Regions from separate parts of the Mus musculus genome. Here region 1 is linked to region 2. A link is a contact called in public promoter capture Hi-C data. All regions are on one chromosome and are shown on one strand. Each heading gives the region's core, a stretch centred on a gene start, on an enhancer-like site or on the middle of the called end of the contact. The rest is flanking DNA. Distances are from core to core; before and after follow the strand shown. Region 1 holds the start of Sim1 (single-minded family bHLH transcription factor 1). Region 2 holds the start of Nr2e1 (nuclear receptor subfamily 2, group E, member 1).

What was found. Promoter capture Hi-C pulls out the DNA fragments that hold promoters and counts their contacts.
Region 1: a promoter capture Hi-C map of second pharyngeal arch cranial neural crest shows a contact between it and region 2. The contact joins the promoter of Sim1 here to the promoter of Nr2e1 in region 2. A contact is called at or near these places in 5 of 39 promoter capture datasets (cranial neural crest, frontonasal cranial neural crest, hippocampal neurons and 2 more) and 8 of 484 Hi-C or Micro-C datasets (cerebellum, embryonic ectoderm, embryonic stem cells and 1 more).

What each region holds. Positions count from the first base shown.
Region 1 is chr10:50,894,300-50,896,999 of GRCm38.p6, reverse strand. Sim1 (single-minded family bHLH transcription factor 1) reads right to left here and starts at 1,349. Exons shown (of 11, transcript NM_011376.3): 1 at 929-1,349. The coding sequence starts at 1,103. A230054N11Rik (a long non-coding RNA gene) reads left to right here and starts at 2,466. Exons shown (of 2, transcript XR_871640.2): 1 at 2,466-2,700.
Region 2 is chr10:42,582,155-42,584,854 of GRCm38.p6, reverse strand. Nr2e1 (nuclear receptor subfamily 2, group E, member 1) reads left to right here and starts at 1,265. Exons shown (of 9, transcript NM_152229.3): 1 at 1,265-1,973. The coding sequence starts at 1,949. Gm38491 (predicted gene, 38491) reads right to left here and starts at 1,063. Exons shown (of 2, transcript NR_169130.1): 1 at 989-1,063; 2 at 1-875.

The DNA of each region.
Region 1 (2,700 bases), core at 100-2,599, 8.3 Mb before region 2:
CATTCTTAAAACTTCCTCCCCTAACAAAATATTTTTCTATTCTGTTTGTTATTTGGTTGAGGAAGGGTGAGCAAATGGGAGATCAAAGAGCTCCTTCCCTGGAGAGTATTCACGTTTCCTACTAAGTAGATATGAGTTCACACAAGACTATGCTCTGGGAAGTCCGCTCTTCCTCTCACAATGAGTATTAGTAACTGAAATTCCAACTTACAATCCTATCTGCTGCTGGTATTCTAACTTCTAGGCCCTATGAGAGTTTGTCTCGATTTGTCAGCCACCACTGAGGATACATTTCTGTCTGCTCTACTTTCCTCAAATCTTGACTATTTTGAGACAAATTTATGATTTTACAGATAACGCCAAGGCCAGAAATGCAACTCACAAAGCTCCGATTTAAGAATCTCTGGACATCTTAAAAAATGAGAACCAATTTACTATAAACAGCCAAGAGACTGGCGGAGTCCAGGCATACTGTTCGCACACACACGCCTGCCCTCGCGGAATTGTGGCCCTTTTGATAAATTATTATCTAGCTTACCTAGCACTATGTTTATACATCTAATCTATACCTAGCAAAAATAAGCAATTGGGCAGTACTCCTGATTTCTATTGGATACATGTCTGACTAGAGGAACAAAAAGGAAAGTCATGTTTGGATTAGCCGTGCTTTCAACTGAGCCAAATGTTGATAAAAGCACTATTGGGTTATTTCCCAACCAAATATATCGAATGTGTTGGAGAGAGAAATACGGGGAAGAAGAGAAAGACTAAGAAAGGCAGGGAAAGCCCTTTGGCGCTGACTGATCAAATAGCTTGGTTAAATTTCCCTTTTCAGAGAATGTAACCCACGCCGGTAAACACAAGTACATTTCTGTGCTGCTGGGGTAGGTTTACTCCTTCGAAATTCAATCTAGGCACAGACGCTTACCTTCTGGAAAGACCACTCTCATTTTGAGATAGCTGGTCGTGAGTCTGATGATGGATGCTTTGTCCAGTTGGGAGGTGATGGCTGAGGGTAAAGGCAGTAATTTAGCCAGTTCATAAAATTCACTGTTTTCTTTCTCCCTCCTCGTTCGGGCAGCATTTTTAGACTTTTCTTTCATCGTGTCTCGGGCTCCCTTTCTTCTTACAACGTAAACTCCACAGACTCATCCAAAACCAAAAGTTAACTTTCAATTAGAGATCACACTCGGTAAAAACATAACTTTAAACAGGAGGCTGAAGTTTGCTCCGGGAAGACACGAATGATGGACAGGGCAATGCGGCAAACAAAATACTTTCTTGAAAACGTGAGGTGTAAGTATAAAAGAAAGCTGCTGGTTCACGGCAAATCCGGGCAATCCTTTGGGACTCTAAGTATAAAATGCTGGAAGGACTCCCGAGGAGCCAACCTTTTCATCTGATCCGCGGTAAGAACCCGGGTCCTTGGGAAATCGACATAATAATACCCGACGTTTGTTTTCCAACTCCTCTGGTTCTGAGCTGGTTTGTAGGAAACAGGAATCGCGGGTAACTTCTTTCAGATCACTACGAAGACAAGAACACCAAGGAATAAGACATCTGTGGCTAAACTCAAACCCACTATAATTCAGCCAACCGGGCCCCAAAGGGCCTCTGCGCTCATACTCTGCTCGTCACAGCCCTGGGTATTTAAAACTTGGGCAGGTCGGTCCCGGGACAGGCTGGGCTTCCGCTCGCCGCGGCCGGGATGTAGCACCGACGGCTAAATGCGCGTCTGCGGAGAGCTCGGCCGGCCGTGCGCGCCAAGCCAGGCTATCCAGCCGTGCAGAATTCCTCCACTGCCCCGGACTCCGGCTGCCTCTCCCCGGCGGGGTTCACGTCTGAGGGGTTCCTGGAGAAGTGCTGCTTATGCATCAAACCCCCGGGGACTCCCGCAGTTGCACACAGGGCACCGCAGCGCAGAGTTAACAGGTGGCACGCGCGACAGCCCCTCGTAGGCATCACCTGGAGCTCTTGGCTCCTCACCTACCTTACGTCCTCGAGAGCCGCGGAGGCTGCTAAGGCTCCCGCCCCCTAACTGCTTTCAAGCCTGCGCGCTTGCGGAGCCTCAGCGGCAGCCTCCCGGCTGTCACCCGCAGCCCGCAGAGTGTGCCTGGGCCACCTTCCCATGGGCATGAATGGGGGAGGGGTAGGTAGCAGCGGGAGGAGAACACAGGCTGGGGACAGGAGAGGTGTTTTCCGAGTCCGAGTCCTCCGTAGTGTTGGGAGCCGGTACTGTTCCTAATTGGGAGCCCAAAGCGCCCCCCTGTAACTTCTTTATAGCTTACCGGGTTTAGCTTCAACTTCGCTCCCAGGTTCCCTTTCTCCCGCCCTTCTCAAACGCCACTCACAAATTTTCTCTCTTCCTATTGGTCATAGGCAACCAAGACGCGGCGCTCATTGGCCAATCGGGGTGAGTGACGAGCATGCTCCCTGCTCCTCCTCCCCCCCCCCCCCCACGCGACTGGGCTCGCGGCTCGGGTCCTACAGTGAGCCTGGCAGCTCCGCTCCTAATGAGCCCCGGGCGCGGGGTCGCCGCTGCCCCGCTGCCGCCGCCGCTCCAAACCCCGAGGTCTTCGGCGTGCCGAGTGACACTCGCGCTCCCTAGACTCGGGTGTCTGCGCACAGCGTGCGGCCTTGCGGGGGCTGGCTAGCCGAGGCTCCAGGAACGCGTGCGAATAGCATCCCAGACAGTGGCCA
Region 2 (2,700 bases), core at 16-2,515:
CCTGAGACAGGAGCATACAGCCCTTTCGAGTTGGGACCCGGTCCTTGGATCTGCAGGGCCAGGCAGTCACACGGGAGACTCCAACAGGCACTGCGGCCAGGTGAGGAGGGAGCTGCGGGAAGGGTGGGCTAGCGACCAGGAGGAGCGCTGTCCACAGCTCGCCAGCCCCCAGCCTCCAATTCGGTCTGGAGAGCTGGAGGCGCGACCTCTGACCCCCGGCCGGGCCCACGCCCCGAGGAGAGGCTGGCAAGCTCTTGTTCGACAAGTTCAAGCGGCGGAGGGAGCTTAAATAGAATTAATCTCTTAGAGATCGGAGATCAAGGCTCCCTCGGCGCGCGCTGTCCCCGCGCCGCGCCACGACCAAGATGCCAGAGAGCTCTAGGATTTCGGGTAGGCGACCCGGCTGGGGAGGAAGGTGGCGGAGCTCTCCAGAGTCCCCAGGCCTGCAGGGGTAAGCCAGCGACGCCCGCTGGGGACCAACCGCAGGAGGGAAGGCTTTGAGGCTTTGCCTCTCAGCTGCTCAGTACACGCAATGGAGGCGAGAGGGACGCCGCCAGCTCCGGGTTGGCCGGTTTTGTTTGCAAGAAGCTGGCGAAGCCCTCCCCGCGGCGGTGCCCAAAGCCGTCACGCCGAGGCCGAGGGACCGCAAGATCCCAGCCCAGTCCCCAAGACCGCGCACCGCGACCTCAGCTCTGGCTTTCCATAGATAGTTGCAAAATGAATAAATTACTCACCTCGGGCCAGATCCAAGTTTTACCCAACAGAAGGGGCGCGAGACCAACAATGAACCAACTCACATGGCCATGTCCGGGCGCACACAATCATACACAGACACAGCTACCCAATATCTTCCACGAATCTATCTGTCTGGCATTCTGGAGAGAGGGGAAAAGCGTTTTGAGAGAGCCCCACCACCCCTCCCCTCCTCCCTTCCCGTGAAATATAAAAATTCATATTTTTTTTATTACAAGAGCGGCTCCGTCCTCACCATCACGCACGCACGGAGCCGCTTGCCCGTATTCACTCTCAACTCGTCAGCTCCGAGAGCGCTTGCATTTTCTTTGGAAGCCGCTTGGAGGTTCATTAATATCATTAGCATTTAACCCCCTCCCTCTTCCCATCTCCTCCCCGCACATGGCTGACGTCAGACCCCGCCAGGAGTTGGGGGAAAAGCTAAGTGGGCCAGGGACGCCCTATTCCCCTCCCCGCGGCTGCCTGTCAGAGCGCTACTGGAGATATTACCAGAGACCCGGCCCGCAGCGACAGGCACAAAGTCACAGGGTAATGAACTTCGGGGACCCTTCGCCGCTGCGTGCGCGGCTGTCCCCGGAAACTCGGATCTGGCCACCTCTCCCCTTGGAAGATCTCCCAGCAATCTAGTTTCCCCTCTCGGCGCCGGGGCTCCGGCAGCGAGGAGCTTAATCTGCCTCTGAGACTGCGGCTGTGATTTTCGCCTTTCCACAGAAGATCTGCAGTCTGCAGAGAGCTGCCCACTCTGCACGCCTGTGTGGAGGGAGAGATTGGAAGCAGTACCAAGCATGGGGAACGAGGGGAAGTTCGCCTTCGTTGCTCCGTAGGAAGACCATTTCCGTGTCTCCATCTCTGTCCTTCCATATTCCCCTCGCGCTGTCCTCCCTCTTCAGCCTGCCTGTCCATCTCTCCATCTGTCTGTTCAAGACTGTGTCCACATCAAGCCGCATCCCCAGCAGCTGCAGTTTTGCTAGAGCCGGGAAAGAAACTTAAGGATGCTTACATTTCCACTGTGGAACGAATTCTGAGCGCCGGGGAGAGCAGGGCAGCGCACAACCAATAGCCACCTGTCTGTCCCGCCCGGGAGCCTCGCAGGCTGGAGGGCGGCTGGAGAGCGGCGGCGGCCGGCGGCGACGTGGGCGCCGTGGGTCGGGAATCCGGCAGTGCCCACCAACCGCTGCGCCCCGGGACCGCCAGCATGAGCAAGCCCGCCGGATCAACAAGTGGGTACCGCTCGGGCAGCCGCGGGGTCCTGGCGCGTGGCCTGGGGAGGGCAGGCTGGGAGGCCGGGATGGTCCTTCTGAGAGCTCTGAATTTGAGCCCCAGAGTAATACTCTCTCGGGCTTGTATGTCCGTTGGCCTAGCTCTCTTAGACTGTTGCGTTGGAGCGTTTCGTGCAACTGGGAGAGCAATTTCGTTGCTTCTGGATGCTAGCTCTTCCGGGTCTCCCCGGTGTATCAGGAAGGTTGCGACCCGTGGCAGCCCACCGGTCCAGCCTGCTGTTTCTATTTAGCTGCAGGTGCCGAAGGTGGGAGGGGTGAGCCAGGGGCGGGAACTGGGCCGCAGCTCCAGGCGGCCGCACAATAACGCAGCCGCTCAAAAACTCAGAGCTTGCAGCGCGCAAAAGCAACTCTGCAAAAAGCGGATTTCGAATGGAATGCTTTGCACTCCGTTTCCAGCTATTTCAAATAATCCTGCAAAACCGGGAAGCAGAAACCATTTAAAAGTCACATTTTCCTTAATCCTAAATCCGCGTAGGTCATAACTGGGGAATGTAAAGTATGGCGAGCCAGTCTAGCAAAGAGAGGACCAAATCCCTAATCCCAAGGACTTTCGGAGCGGGAGCCCAGCACCGACAGGAGTCTGCGGCCTGCTCACTCCGGACGCTTCTTCTTCCAGCTTCCTCTCCCATAGACCGCACTGCTGCAACTGATCTCTGTTGACCTCCAA